Linked DNA regions of Mus musculus: region 2 is linked to region 1. A link is a contact called in public HiChIP or PLAC-seq data. All regions are on one chromosome and are shown on one strand. The core of a region is the stretch at or near the end of the contact, and the rest is flanking DNA. Distances in the headings are between cores, read along the strand shown.

What was found. HiChIP or PLAC-seq counts read pairs in DNA pulled down with a chosen protein or histone mark.
Region 2: a contact with region 1 is called in an H3K27ac HiChIP or PLAC-seq map of oligodendrocyte precursor cells, with 4 times the contacts expected there. The contact joins two enhancer-like sites. A contact is called at or near these places in 2 of 39 promoter capture datasets (the C10 cell line and liver), 2 of 484 Hi-C or Micro-C datasets (the G1E-ER4 cell line and Sertoli cells), 1 of 115 datasets of contacts at active chromatin or transcription factors (oligodendrocyte precursor cells) and 2 of 9 other capture datasets (adipose tissue and embryonic tail).

What each region holds. Positions count from the first base shown.
Region 1 is chr7:115,662,801-115,669,664 of GRCm38.p6, reverse strand. All of the region lies in intron 5 of Sox6 (SRY (sex determining region Y)-box 6), which reads left to right. Among named protein-coding and RNA genes, the nearest start is that of Gm51455, 170 kb to the right of the region's middle. Within about 2 kb of position 2,749, at least 55 of the 459 cell types and tissues checked have an H3K27ac peak or open chromatin away from gene starts, as enhancers often do. A contact at or near this core is called in adipose tissue and oligodendrocyte precursor cells, where this site is marked.
Region 2 is chr7:115,749,478-115,756,023 of GRCm38.p6, reverse strand. All of the region lies in intron 4 of Sox6 (SRY (sex determining region Y)-box 6), which reads left to right. Among named protein-coding and RNA genes, the nearest start is that of Gm51455, 260 kb to the right of the region's middle. Within about 2 kb of position 4,718, at least 43 of the 459 cell types and tissues checked have an H3K27ac peak or open chromatin away from gene starts, as enhancers often do. A contact at or near this core is called in adipose tissue and oligodendrocyte precursor cells, where this site is marked.

The sequences.
Region 1 (6,864 bases), core at 1,500-3,999:
TCTTCATTTAGGAAGGACCGGGGTCTTCTTGTCTCTCGTTTAGTAGATTTGAAAGACATTTCAATTAGATTTCTTTACATTTTGAAAAGGAAACTCTCATATATTTAGTGGGGGAAAAAGCCTCTGTCTCAATCCATGAGACGGGTTTCCTGTGTGTTGCGCCTGAGGTCATTCCTAAGAGCACAATTGCTGCATTTATTAAACTTTTTATTTACTGAGGAGTGGATGGGAACATATGGGAGCCATGACAATAGCCGACTGAGGAGAAAACAAAGCAATTCCAGTGTTCTGCTGTTTTGAAAAAAGTCATTCAGGATTTGCTCCTATTGGTTCAGCTGTTGTAACCAAAGCCTGATAAGATAATAGAGGGCTTTGTGTTGTTGGATTTTTTTCTGAAATCCTTTATCTTTATGATGTACTGGGGCCCTTAGAGTAGAAAGCTTTTTACATTGCTGTTGGATTCAGGGCTCAATTATCTGCTGGTACCTTGGGACAGGGGTCCTTTCTCAGGCAGTCATCACAAAGTAACTTTTATCAAGGAATCTTCTGGTGTGTTGTGGGTCTCCTTAGCTCACCCGGTTTATTTTTTGTTGACTTTTTGATGCCCTATTTTGTGACATTTAAAAGAAGATTCCATCAAAAAAGGCCAGGGCTAAATGATGTACTGGGCTTGTGAAGTAGCAACATCACAGCCCATCTGATGTGTGCAGGGCTGAAGCGGGAGAGGCAGCAGCTTGACCAGGTTACCCCAGGGCAGGAGGGATCAAATGAGGCTTTCTTTTATGATTGGCATTGTATTTTTAGCTTTCTTCTCAAACAGTGTCCATTTTAAAACAATTAGACCTGACCTGAAAATTGACTCGTAAAAGCTTTTCTTTTCAACTGAATTTAAAATCTTTCTGGATTGTTGGCTGAGGTCCTGGATTGGTGTCACTTTGAAATGACTGTTAAGTGTTTTAATCCTTCTAGGACTGATGTGGAAAAGTCTGTCCTCATTGGAACTCCACTCCAGCGGCTCTGCCTGCTCTCTCTCCATCACACCAGGAGCAGGCATTTGTAGCTGCAGAGTCTTGTAGTTTCACTGTGACCTTCTATCAAGTCTGTTAAAGTAACTGGCACAGGATCTAATGAAAAAGGCTGGTTAGCTGTTGTTTCATGTTGTAGCCCCTCAGACTTGCGTTAGATGCGGCCGCTTGCCCTTGGCTTTATTTGACTTGGTAAATATTACTTTAACAACATAATCCCTCATTTCATTAGAAAGGAAAAACATACAGGGAAATGCACAGAATTTAATTTAGTGCTCGCTCTCTCTCTCCTCTCCCCCTCTCTTCTTTCTCTCTCCTGTGTCTGTCTTTTTCTATCACCCACCCCCTTGGCCTTTCAGCTACCTTTTCTCTCTCCTTCCCTCTGACCTCCCTCCCTGTTCTCTTTAAGTGTCTCCTTCTGTCTCCCACTTGACTGCTGTGCACATTTCTTATTTTCTTCTAAAAATGTAGCCCTCAGGAGAGTAGTGTTCAACTTTGCAACTAAGTGCTGAGGGGGTTATCTACAAAGATTCCTGTGCTCTACAAGTCATGGGTGTGGAGCTATTTGAAAAGAACTGAGGCCAGTCCACACGCAAAGTGCCCAACCCTGCTGTGCATGGCTCTGCCCCGGAGCCTGCCTTTGCCTCCTAGTGCCCAGCTCTCTTTCTAGTGCCACCAATTGTAATCATATGGATTTGTAGGGGCAAAATTAGCTGGCAGATTATGGTGCTAACTTTTATGAACTGATGTGGGGGAAAGAACTTTAAATTAACCTTAAATATGACTTTTGATTTCTATTTTAAGCCAAAAAAATAAATTAACTGTTCCACATAGATTCTTATATATTTTGTATTTTTCCCTTTGGTGTTGAGTCTGAAGAGAGGTTTGTAAAAGTTAAAAAAGAAATTATCAATAGGTTAGAGGGGTGATTCTGAACTGTTATAATAAAAGATGGTATTTGAAAACTTTTGATGAGGGAAATTGCCACCATATTTACATTTAAAAAAGTGTTTCCTTATTTACACACTATTGACTTCCTATTGAGGCTCAAAATTTTAACTACAACTGGTAAAGAATTCAGTGGATCAAATTCAGTAAATCTGAAGTCACTGGAATAAAGGCCCCTCAGGGGGGGAAAAAAAACGTGTCAATTTTAAAGGTCTTTCCTAACTGAAGACCATTTTGTGATAGAGCCAAAGGTTAATAAAATCAGTAGTGAATGTAGCAATTTTACAGATAAGCTATTCACAACAAGTGTAGTTACTTGAATAAAAAGCTAATTCAGTTCTAAAATGCCACATGCAGTAGCAGTGAATAGCTGCTTTTAGGTGCTTTCCAGAGGAGGGTAAAGTACAGAATCGCAGCACTCTTCTCTCGCCGCGTCCCCGGCCGCCTGTAAATCGCTGTGAATGGGGCTGTGGGCTGACAGGCTCTATTAAGACAAACTGCCTTTCTCATCGGAGAGATAAAATAAATCAGGTGTTTAGTCAAATTAAAATACTTCAGCTGGAGCAGGCCCCGGGGAGCACTGATCCACCTTACTAATCCGAGAGAAACTCAAGACAGATGTGGTTTGGGGATAAAGATGACCCCATGGAAGAAAAAAGGAAAGAAAGAAAAAAGAAAGGAAAAGCCGAGCTGCAGCTGGCAGCTCGGTCTCTGCAGTTGGAGGATAGATACAGTGTTGCAGTTGGAGGATAGATACAGCTTACCGTGGAGGAGCAAGCGTCAGGCACACACACCCTGTGTGTGCCACACAGGAAAGGCAGGCGCACTGACTTGGAGAAAAGCTGTGTACTGAAGCTTTTTACTGGCTCCCTTTCTGTGGTTTATGAAGCTACCTCTGGCTTTCAGTGGAAGGCAGAAGAGGCTATTTTCTGGCAGTGCGTCTGAGAGAGTCATTTTAAGATAGTCTAAAGATGTCAAACAGATGACGCTAGGCAACCGATGACCTCTGCTGGCCCGCTGAGATGGGGCTTATCCCAGGTTCCTATCTTATTTATTTACTTATTTATTTACTCTAAGTTGATTTGGTCAAATCTCAAAACATGACTTAGGGTAAGATTTCCCCCACATATTCTTAAGTTAGTTGAAGAAGCATCTTATAACCCCCTGCTTCTCTAACACTCCCTGGTTGTACTTAGGAGTCCTGTATGCCCCTTTGGCTGCCTCTTCTTTCAGCCATCTTGAGCATTCTAGTTTCTCCGTAATAGTGGAATCTCGCGGTTCAACGAAACATGTCTGAGAATGAAGTAATCTGGGTTCTCAGGTTGTTTGGATCACTGACTCACACTTGATACTATTTTTATTACAGCAGGGTAGATAAATACTTCATCAATTTAAACAGAAAAATCTATTAGTATATGTTCAAATATTGATATTTAAATTCATTGTGCCAAATGTATACAATGGGTATGGAACAGAAAAGTCACCTCCCCAACCTATGCATTTAGAGAACATACATGATTGTATTGTTTGAATGTACTACTCACTGATCTGAACCCAAGAGATGGCTACACATAGGATTTCTCATTCTAAAGGAATTTTACATGTCACCCAGCGCCACTTATTGTGACTCATAGCTGTACAAACTGTTAATTATCTATGTCATCCAGCTATCACGTACTGCCCATCATTTAGATCTATTTAACTATCATTTATCATCTAGCTACCTATCACCTACAATCTATATCTGACTAGCTATGTATCATTTATTATGTACCATCTGTCTACATATATGCCTATCAATCACCTATCAATTATCTATCATCCATCTATCTATATTATACCTTTTCTATTACATCAATCGACTATAAATTATCTATCACCTATCATTGGATCAATTGATATATGGATAAACTTTACTTAAGTTTAAGGGAAAAAAATTGACTTTTTTTAGTGACAATGTTATATGAGTACCTAAAACCTTAACTTACAAATACTACTGTTACCTTGTTTTATTTTCCTTAAAAACATGGCTAAGTCCAATGGAAGAGTTTTAAAATCACTTTTACTGTTTACAATCCAACAGTTTCACTGTCTTTATACTCTGTAAAATGATTCATCTAACTGGTGTTTTTTGGTAAACTTAGGTCACATAATGGAGTCACCCAAGCTTTTATAGATAGCACTGTTGGCTCTTCCTTGAACAAGAAGCTGCTATTTACATACCACCTCAGCTTCTCTGTTTACTAAGCAGAAGAGGAAGAAAAATAAATGAAAGGTTGTTGAAAAGGCTTTAAAACTGGAGAAGGGAAAATTTCATCTTCACTGAAAAATATAAACATAAATTCAACCTGTGTGTCTTTGGTCCTTACCCAAAACACTCTGAGGGATACTTTATTATCCAAGAACAATGGTAAGGCAGCCGATGCAGTTTTCAGCAAGCTTCCTAACTCACCTCATATAATCAAGTGTAAGAAGAAAATTACAATGGGTTAAAGATAGGACACAAAACATAGGCAATAAAAAGCGCACATTTATTTTATGATTTCAGAACTTTCCAACCTGTTCCCCACAACACCGCCAGAGCGCAGCCCTAGCTTAAACTGTTAGTGATGGTGCGTTATTCTCAGAATGGAGAGAAGGCTCATCAAACCTGCTCTATGTGGGATGACATTTTCCTGCCTCTTTAGCCTCTTTGCTTTATTTTTTATTCATATTTAATCACCTTTATTCAATCTCTGAAACACACCAAAGCCCATATACCCCCAGCGTACTCATGCAGAGCCTAAGTCTGTATTGTTTGTTTGTTTGTTTTTTCCTTCTGGAAAGCTCTTGATCATCCACTACTCACAACCCTTCCCTTATCTGTATTTCCCCTGCAGTGGTAATGTTTCATATTTTTCTGGTAGTTATCAGAAGTTATTTCCACTCTTTATCTTGTTAATGCATGTTCTTCTTGTTAAATTGTGACTTTTCTAGGTTTCCTTCCTTGAACTTGGATCCAGACTTGGGCCAACCTCCCTTAGCATACTTGCTTTGCTTGCAGTTTCTCAGTAGTGGTTTACAGTCATATAATGATTATTTGATATAGTGCCTGGCACATTGTTTTCATCAAAAGATATTTACTGAATTAAAAAGAATGAAGTCAGTAAATAAATAAGCTCCTTAGTTTTCCTGTAGCCACTCAGTCCTGTATATTGTAATGAAAGCATATTGTTTTTTGATCTCCTTTGGCAACATTTATATTTTTCTTATTTAATATTTCTGGGTTAATAACAACTTCTTCCTCTTACTCCTCCCCCTCTTCTTCTTCCTTCTCCTTCTCCCCCTTTTTCTCCTCTCCCTCTTTCTCTTCCTCTTCTTCCTCTTCCTCCTCCTCCTCCCTTTTCTCTTTCTCTTCTCTTCTTCCTCTTCCTCCTCTTCCTCCTCCTCCTCTTCTTCTAACCAAATCTAAAAGCCTACTGATGAAATAAAAACCCATTTTTCTTCTTTAATGATTTCCAAGAGCCATTCCTGGTTTGCTGTATGTTTCAATAATCAGTGTCTCCTTTCTTGTACCTCACTCTTACTCTTGTCTTTTAATTTTGATTATAGATATCCTTTCAGGTCAGTCAGGGAGGCTTTTTTTTTTTTTTTCCTGAGTTGGTTATTAAAATCCAAAAGTTTTCTACCTGGGTTGCTTTTCTGCCACCATCTGTCTTCCCTTTAAGTAATCCCATGCTAGCAAGGGCTAGCCAGCATACTCTGAAGACACTTTTTTTCCCCCTTGGGAGTCCTCTCAGATAATCGGACACAGAATTAAGATATGTTTAGCTCCTTGGGTCTGGGTGCTTTCCTAGCAGGCGTGAAGGGGAGGGCTTCCCAGGGCTGGAAGTCTTCCCTTCCACATTCACAAACATCGGCACTCTTCATCCCCTTTGACAGCTGCTGGCGTCTTCCTGAAAAGCTTTCAAAGCATAGGTCTCTTCTTTATAATGAAACCAGTGAGGCTCCAATACAGTGACTGAAATCCTTATCTAACACTGTGCTAAAATGCTCTAATTTAGATTCACAAAAGGATTCTGTCCCCTTTACTTAAGAGAGCTGTGCAATTTGCCCATAAAAGACTGTGCAGTGCCATTAGCGCATACCGTAAGTGCTCTGCGTCTTTGCGTTCATTAAGCTGCACATCCTTGTGCAGGCCTTTCCAGCCTCTGAGCCTGTTTTCTCCCTTTGAGGAGTGACAAATGGCAAAGGGTGAGGGAGCCCCCCAAGCAACATTGTTGCCTTTGAGGACAAATCTGGAAACCTTAGCTTGATCTCTAGTACAAACCCAAAACACCACCACCACCACCACCCTAAGACGTTCTTACCTAAGGCTATTTTAATTCTCTTGGGAGAACTTGTTTCATGGCCAAGAGCTTGACCTCTTTCTTACCTCTGAACTTCAGACAGACCTTTGAGAATAGAAAGCCTATGAGGACCACAGCTAGGAAGTTCCTTAGATAGTGCTTAGTAAGCACCTACCGTTTCTTTGCTACTGATAATGCCACTAAAGAAAGGGTAGTTATAGACTATTAAAATATGTAAAGTTTCTGCATTTTGGTCAGGACTTTAGAACTTTGGTTTTTTTTTTAAAAGTTTTTTTAAATTAGCATATATTAGTTCTACATAATAGTATGTTTGTGGCAACATTTTTGGTATATAGTGCATTTTGATGAAACCTCTGATTATATCTGATATCCCCTTCCCACTCTTGTCCATCTCCTTCCTCCTCTGAACTTGTCCCACAATGCCCACCCCATGTGCTTTCCTATCTATGTGTGTTTTCATTCTTTAGTTTTAGGTAACCCAATGAGTTTAACTAGGGTTACTTCCAGGGACACAGGTAAGGATACAGGAGCTGGGGCTCCTT
Region 2 (6,546 bases), core at 3,469-5,968, 84 kb before region 1:
CAATAAATATAGATGTCAACTCTCCATTTGATTACTTATTCTGTAGGTTTGCATTTCCACATAGCTTAACATTTGAACTTATATTACAGCATAAAGATAAATGAAATCTGAATCGGCCTTAATAGTTTAATGACTGGCAAGGGTGCTGGTGTTAGGGGCTTGTCAGGGAAAGCACATTGTCAAAGCAAAGAAGAAAAGTTATTGTGTGGTTTCAAATGTATTTATTTGCATTCCAATTTTATTTTTGTTTTTGTACCTTATTCAAAGATATAGACAGAGGTCACAACATGACTCTCTATGGTGCTTCAGGAATACCACTAACTGATGAAGCTATAAGTAATACAGAAAACAAAGCCTACCACCACACATCTTAGCCTTAACAAGATAGACATTTAATTACTAAAGGAAATCCTGTATTCTCCTTAGACAAGCAGGTCTAGAGGTGTGGAGGTGGCCTGGGCAGAAGTGAATTTTTGTAGTGTTTAGGTGAACAGCCTCAGGTTTCTCTGGTGAAGAACTTGAGTTTTCGTCAGCCCCACTCACTTTGCCAGTCCTGCTGTTTTGCAACAGGGCTTAAAAGTGCTTTAAGTGCTTGTGACCGTGGTAATGAATGAAAATGTCTTCCTAGCACGGAGAGGATTGCATTAGACTGAATAGTCACCTCCCTTGTAAAAGCACTATTAGAGTGGGGCAGCTGTAAGTAAGGATAACGATTTGTGTCCACTGCTTATTTACTGAAAATTGTCAATGTATTATTTATTGAGAGCTCTCCAGACAGTGCTTGTCAGAATAAAAATGTCAGCTCTGAGCAAAATGTTATAATACATAATAAAAATGCTAGGTACGCATTTTAGGAAGACAACTAATTAGACCCACTTTTTCTTTAGGAAGGGACAGTAAAGATGTCTAATATCAGAGACTTTCTCCATTTGTATACGGTCTTTTCTTTCTTCCCTGCTCAGCTTGGTATTTGTTTTAAAAACTTAACCATGTCTGAGAAATAATTTGACAACTTTCTGTGGTTGCCATTAGACTCCCCAAGTAGTGGGAGTCTTGCTCAAGGAGGAAGACCTGGCTTGCCTCCCCACAGTGAGCAGCCGCCCTCACCGCCATGTTTTGTCTGGAATTAGATGTCACTTCCTCCCTGAGCAGTGCTCTCGGAAAACTGCCTCCAGTGTAAACAAGATAAAATTATTAAGCTTATTCCTCAGCCGTGCTAATTAACCCCAAACAAATTTCACATTAAGGAAACAGAATTCAATCAATGTAAATGTTATTGCCGTGTATTACTGTAAGCAATAATAGAGTGGCTAAAATAATTAATTATTTTGATTTTTTTTTAAAAAAGGAAAGTATTCCTTCTCTATTTTTAAAATGCTGTTGCAAAATATTGTGTGGGTTTATTCTGCCTTTCTTTGGATCTCCTGGCATAGAATATGAAAGACTCAACTGGCAAAGCAGGAGTAACACAAACATTTCTTCCGAACACTGACTATTTTTTCCTTCTCTCACAATTGGATTATAGAAGGGGAGAGTATGCTTTGGAGAGCTTCACATCTACTTGGTCTAATGTGTTTTCATTGGCAGTCCCGCGGAGGCCAGGCTGATTTCCTCGGACCTGGTCCAGTTGACAGCTCATCATGGCGGTCTCCTCTCCATTCCCAGCACGCTTTAGTCAAATGCACATGGCAGTGCGGGAAGGGCACTGATATAATTTATATCTGGGAGGAGAAGAGAAAATACAGTTTTGCAGCATTTCAGGGTTTCAGAAGCCCCTACCCCTCCCCCTTTTAAAGAAAAATCTGGGTTCACACAGGAAGTCAAATTATCCTCTTCATGGTAATTTTCTAACATCAAACCCCGAGATTTCAACGTGATTGCTTGGTTTTGCCTTTGAGAACTTGGATAAAATTTGTTATTACCGTTTTCATCATCCTCAAAGGCCTTTCACTACACAAAGTACAGATGCCATATGACATATAACTTATTTCTCATTCAGGAGAATGTGTATCTGATTAATACAGAGTAATTTATCAATTATAAATGGCACATTCTGTGGCAAATAGAACATAAATCAAACATCGTCATATTAAGATTATTCTGAAAATTAGTATGCGACTTCACCAATATATACCATCAAACATTAAATTAACTTTGAAATTTAAAGTAATTTAGTTGAATTATACAATAAGGAATATGTGACTGTAAATTGAACCCTAGCATTTTTTCTGTAATTTTTCCATTGTCAAGCAGTTGCCTCTGCTGTTGCTGCCCAATTACTTGGGTGTCTTGTGTAAGGGTGCCGCTGAGCACCTCCCCCTTCTCTATTAAAGCTGTCCTCACCTTGGTAGGGAGAGTTAATCCTTTAATGATATCTTAAATATCTAACAAGCAGGTTGCTGCTAACTATGCACAGTGATGCCAAAGTGAATAACAAGAACATAGGTGTTCCAAGAAAAAGCTGGCGTGTGCCACTAACGACCATAAATAAATAAAAGCCAGTCCTCATAGCAGAGATATGAAAAGATTAAACTCTCCAAGTGCTTTAAAATCATACCTGGGCTGACCATTTTTTACTTGACTGTATATTTTGATTTCAAATAATTTGTTTTAGACAATTATTTAAATTTTAGTCTATACCTTTAGTTTCTAGTTCCAGATAGTTGGTTATAGTTTTGTCATTTCTTTGGACATTTATTTTTACTTTTCCAAATAGAAAACAACTTTAGTTTTTATTTCTTCACAGTCTATAAGTATCTGTTGATGCCCCGCACATTATTAGAAGCTACGTTCAGTAATTTTAAAAAATGGAGACAATAAAAATTTGTATTGAGCATGTCTTCATTTTAGATGTTTATGTATGTAAACATATTTTAGGCAAAAATGTTTAAGTAGTATGCATGCTATAGCAGAGAATATAGGGGTGCTAAATATGATAACCAGCTCTCCCATAGCTTCTGCTAGTCAGAGAACTTATAAAATGCTAAACTGCACGATTTCTATGATTCTAATATTCCTAGACTTAAAAGTTATACTATAATTCCAAGTGAATAAATGCAATAAAATCTAAAAATAAGGATCCTCGTTAGAAGAACCTGTATTAGTGTATTTTTAAATGAGATGCAAAAGCCTGCATCTGCCGTTTTATTCCTTGTAAGACAGTAATTGACAAACTGCAGTCAGCACGCTTTCATGTGTTTTTCTTCCTTTGCTGAATTCATTTTTTTTTAAAAATGAAAGTTAAAAAGGGAAAAGGGGACTCCAGGATTTTGAAACTCACTGGTCCTGAAGTGATGGGAAAATAGGCGAGGTGTCACAGCTAATTTCTGGCCCTGTTTTATGAGTTCTGCTCTTCCTTATTCTCCCTGTCAGCTCAGGAATCCCCGAGGCTGTGCAAACTGGCTGAACATCACTCAATCCGAGTTTTATATCCCCTTTTAATAATGTTGAGTCTATTCTGTCCAACTTTGATTCAGACAACCTGCTTGTCTTGAAAAAGTGATATATTTAATCAGTGGCGCTGTCCCCAGCCTAGCTCCCACTGCGTGTGACTGCAGCCGGGGAGTGGTGCAGTGCTCTGTCACTGCTGTTTGAATGGGTAATGTGGAGCCCATCAGCTGAGAAGACAGGAGCTGGAACTGCATGTTAGGACACACGATCAAAAGCCACTCTCCACTTTCTGCCAATCAAACCTCATGTTGCCTTGTGGGGCAGACATTAAATAGATTTTTTTTTCCAGCCTTATACTGTGGGCACTTTGCCAGTTTGACATGTGAACTGTTACAAAAAGATAGCAGAGTTTTGACTGCTTGCTGACTGCCTAAAAATATTACTGAACACTTGTCAGAAAGAAATGTTCATAATGCTATATTATAGAAAGCCAGTGAAATGTTTGTTACTCTTATGGTATACTATGGGTTTTTGTTGTTGTTCCAGAAGTGATTGGGGCAGAACAAGGCCAGACAGTTGCTTCTCGGGAGAAAGTAAAAGGACAAGCTGAATGAGCTGGGCATAAAGCTAACACTCAGTATGACCAACAGTTCAGCTGGGGTGATAGTCACTGTGTGGAAATAATATCAGTAAATGAAATATTGTTTTACATTCTTCCCTGGTGTTTTAAAAATTATTTACTCTTCTGAAATCAAAATAGGAGAGGCTGTTAGTAGTTATATTTTGAGCAAAACCAGCATTTGAAACTTGAAATTGTGACTGACATGGGCATCTCCACCTTTCTGTTTATTGAGGCAATAAGCCCATTTCTGAATTCCAAGTCAGTCTCTGGTTTGTGTTTGTCCCGTGGCTGTTTTCAGGGGCCTCTTTCTTTTTGTTCTGCCCTGAGGATTTCCCCATTATATTCCTGCCTCACCCTGTGCCTGTATCAGTCTAGTAACGATGATGGCCTAACTACTAAGCTTTTATAAACAACAACGAATAGAAAGTACTTTTAATTTTAAAAGCGCCTTGGGACTGGCATTTCTGACCATTTCCAAGCTCCCAGATAACCGTCCCAAAGCTGTTAAATCTCGGTGTTTTGATTCTTCCAAACTTGCCTCTTGGTACTTGCTGTCGTCTCTTCTCTAATGATCATTTTAAAAGGAGTTAAACATTTTCACCAAAACATACCATGGCAGTCTAGTGAGCTGCACATAAACAGCTGCTCCTTCAATAAGCCATTCTTTATAATACCCTTATTACCTTCCAGTGTCTCAAATTCTGATTAGTCAACAGAGCTGATTGCTGCACACATTCCATTGCCCGTCTTCTCTGCTCAGCTGCTCATGTCTGAGTAATCACAACACAACTTGGGCATTGTTTCTCTCAAGTTGCTGTTCATATTGTGCCTTGAAAATCTCTGGATTATCCAGGAAAACTGCCGTGGTGTGGCTGTGAGTGACTTTCCTAACTTGCATTTAAATTGTTTGCAAAAAGCACTCCATAAAAAAAAATCATGTAACTGTGCAACTCTTAGGTTAGAGAGAATATCTGTAACTTAAAACTGTTCCTGCGATCCGATTATGAAACAGGCAGGGCATGTGGCTGTGTTTTAAAAATGAGTCCTTTATAAATGTGTAGTTATAAAATTGTTATGCGACAGCTATTACATTTCAGTCAGCTCTGGACGAGATAATTGTGTGGAGAACCTCACAGGAAGGGTCCAAAGGACCTCCACGTTTGCTTAAGATGAGATAACTTTAGTCCAGTTACTGCAGGCCACCACTGGTGCCCACCAGATAGGGCAGCGCAGTGGCGGCTCCAGTTAGGACAAAATAAGTAGGGTGGGAAAAGTGTCTTCTCTGAAGCTAGAATTTCAGCGATTCCTCTGTTGTGACCCCCTGGAATTTACTCTCTGTGAGGAGGAAATGCTGACACACTGGAAATGCAACCTCAGCCAAGGCCCTAAATCTGTCATTGTGCTCTGGAGTCTGCTCTGAAAATAGCGGAGCTCTTTTGGTAAATTAAAATCGGTGTGAATGGGAACAGATGTCGCCATGCTTCCCCTATCTTCAGGGATGCCCAGTAGAAAGGGGAGGGTCAGCGGGGTTACAGGGTGGAGCACTCAGGAGTATGCAAACAGGGTCCACACAGGGAGTACTACTGACATGTTCTGGAATAGATTTGGACTGAGTGTGAACTTACCTACATTGCTACACCTAGAGGAAAAGGAAGGGGCAGTGTTTATTTCTGGGAGACTCTTGGATAGTCCCTGTGCTTGTATCTTTTCTTCAGCAAGCTACACGGTCCCTGGATACCATTAGCTTCTTACTTTCTGGAATTCTCTTGCCATATGCTCCTAAAGTATTTGTTACACTCTAAGGCTATAGTAGAGTCTTTGTACTGATATTTGTCAAAAATAATGAAAACGGTTTGTGCTCTAAAACTGTACAATTTATCAAATAGCATATGTAGCCAATTTAAATAAGTCTCATCGAAGTTTCAGTCTTGATTTGAAAAAATAGCATAGGATGAATTTATTTATAAGAACCTTAATAGTTTCTCTCAATTCCTTTTACATTTTAGATTACCTTATAATTTTCTAAATCTACATGAACAATAATGATCAATTTTGTCAGCATTATTCACACCTTTTATTAATTTAACATAGATGAATAAATGTGAGTGTTGTGAAGAGTTGATTGGGAATAGATTTTAAATCTGACAGTTAGATTACAGGGTACCTAAGAAAAAATGGCTCTTTCACTAGGTACCTAGTAATTTAATTCTTGTTTGAAATTATTATAATTTATTACAGTGTGTGGGTCCTAATGAATGTCTACTATTAAATGAAAAGGAGAAATTGAAATTAAGATTATGAAATTCTTTTAACTCATATCTTTAAATCCTCTTAAACAATTCCAAAGACATTAATAAGCTATGTAGGTTTCTTTCCATATGCTACAATGACAGATAGAAACATTTTTTCAACATTTAAATATTCTAGGAAATGTTGAGTGCCCTACAACTCTACGCTTGCAATCTTGGGATTTTAGAAAATGGGAAAAGCCATTACAAGAACATTGAACTTGGCAACTCTATTTAGATCTTTAT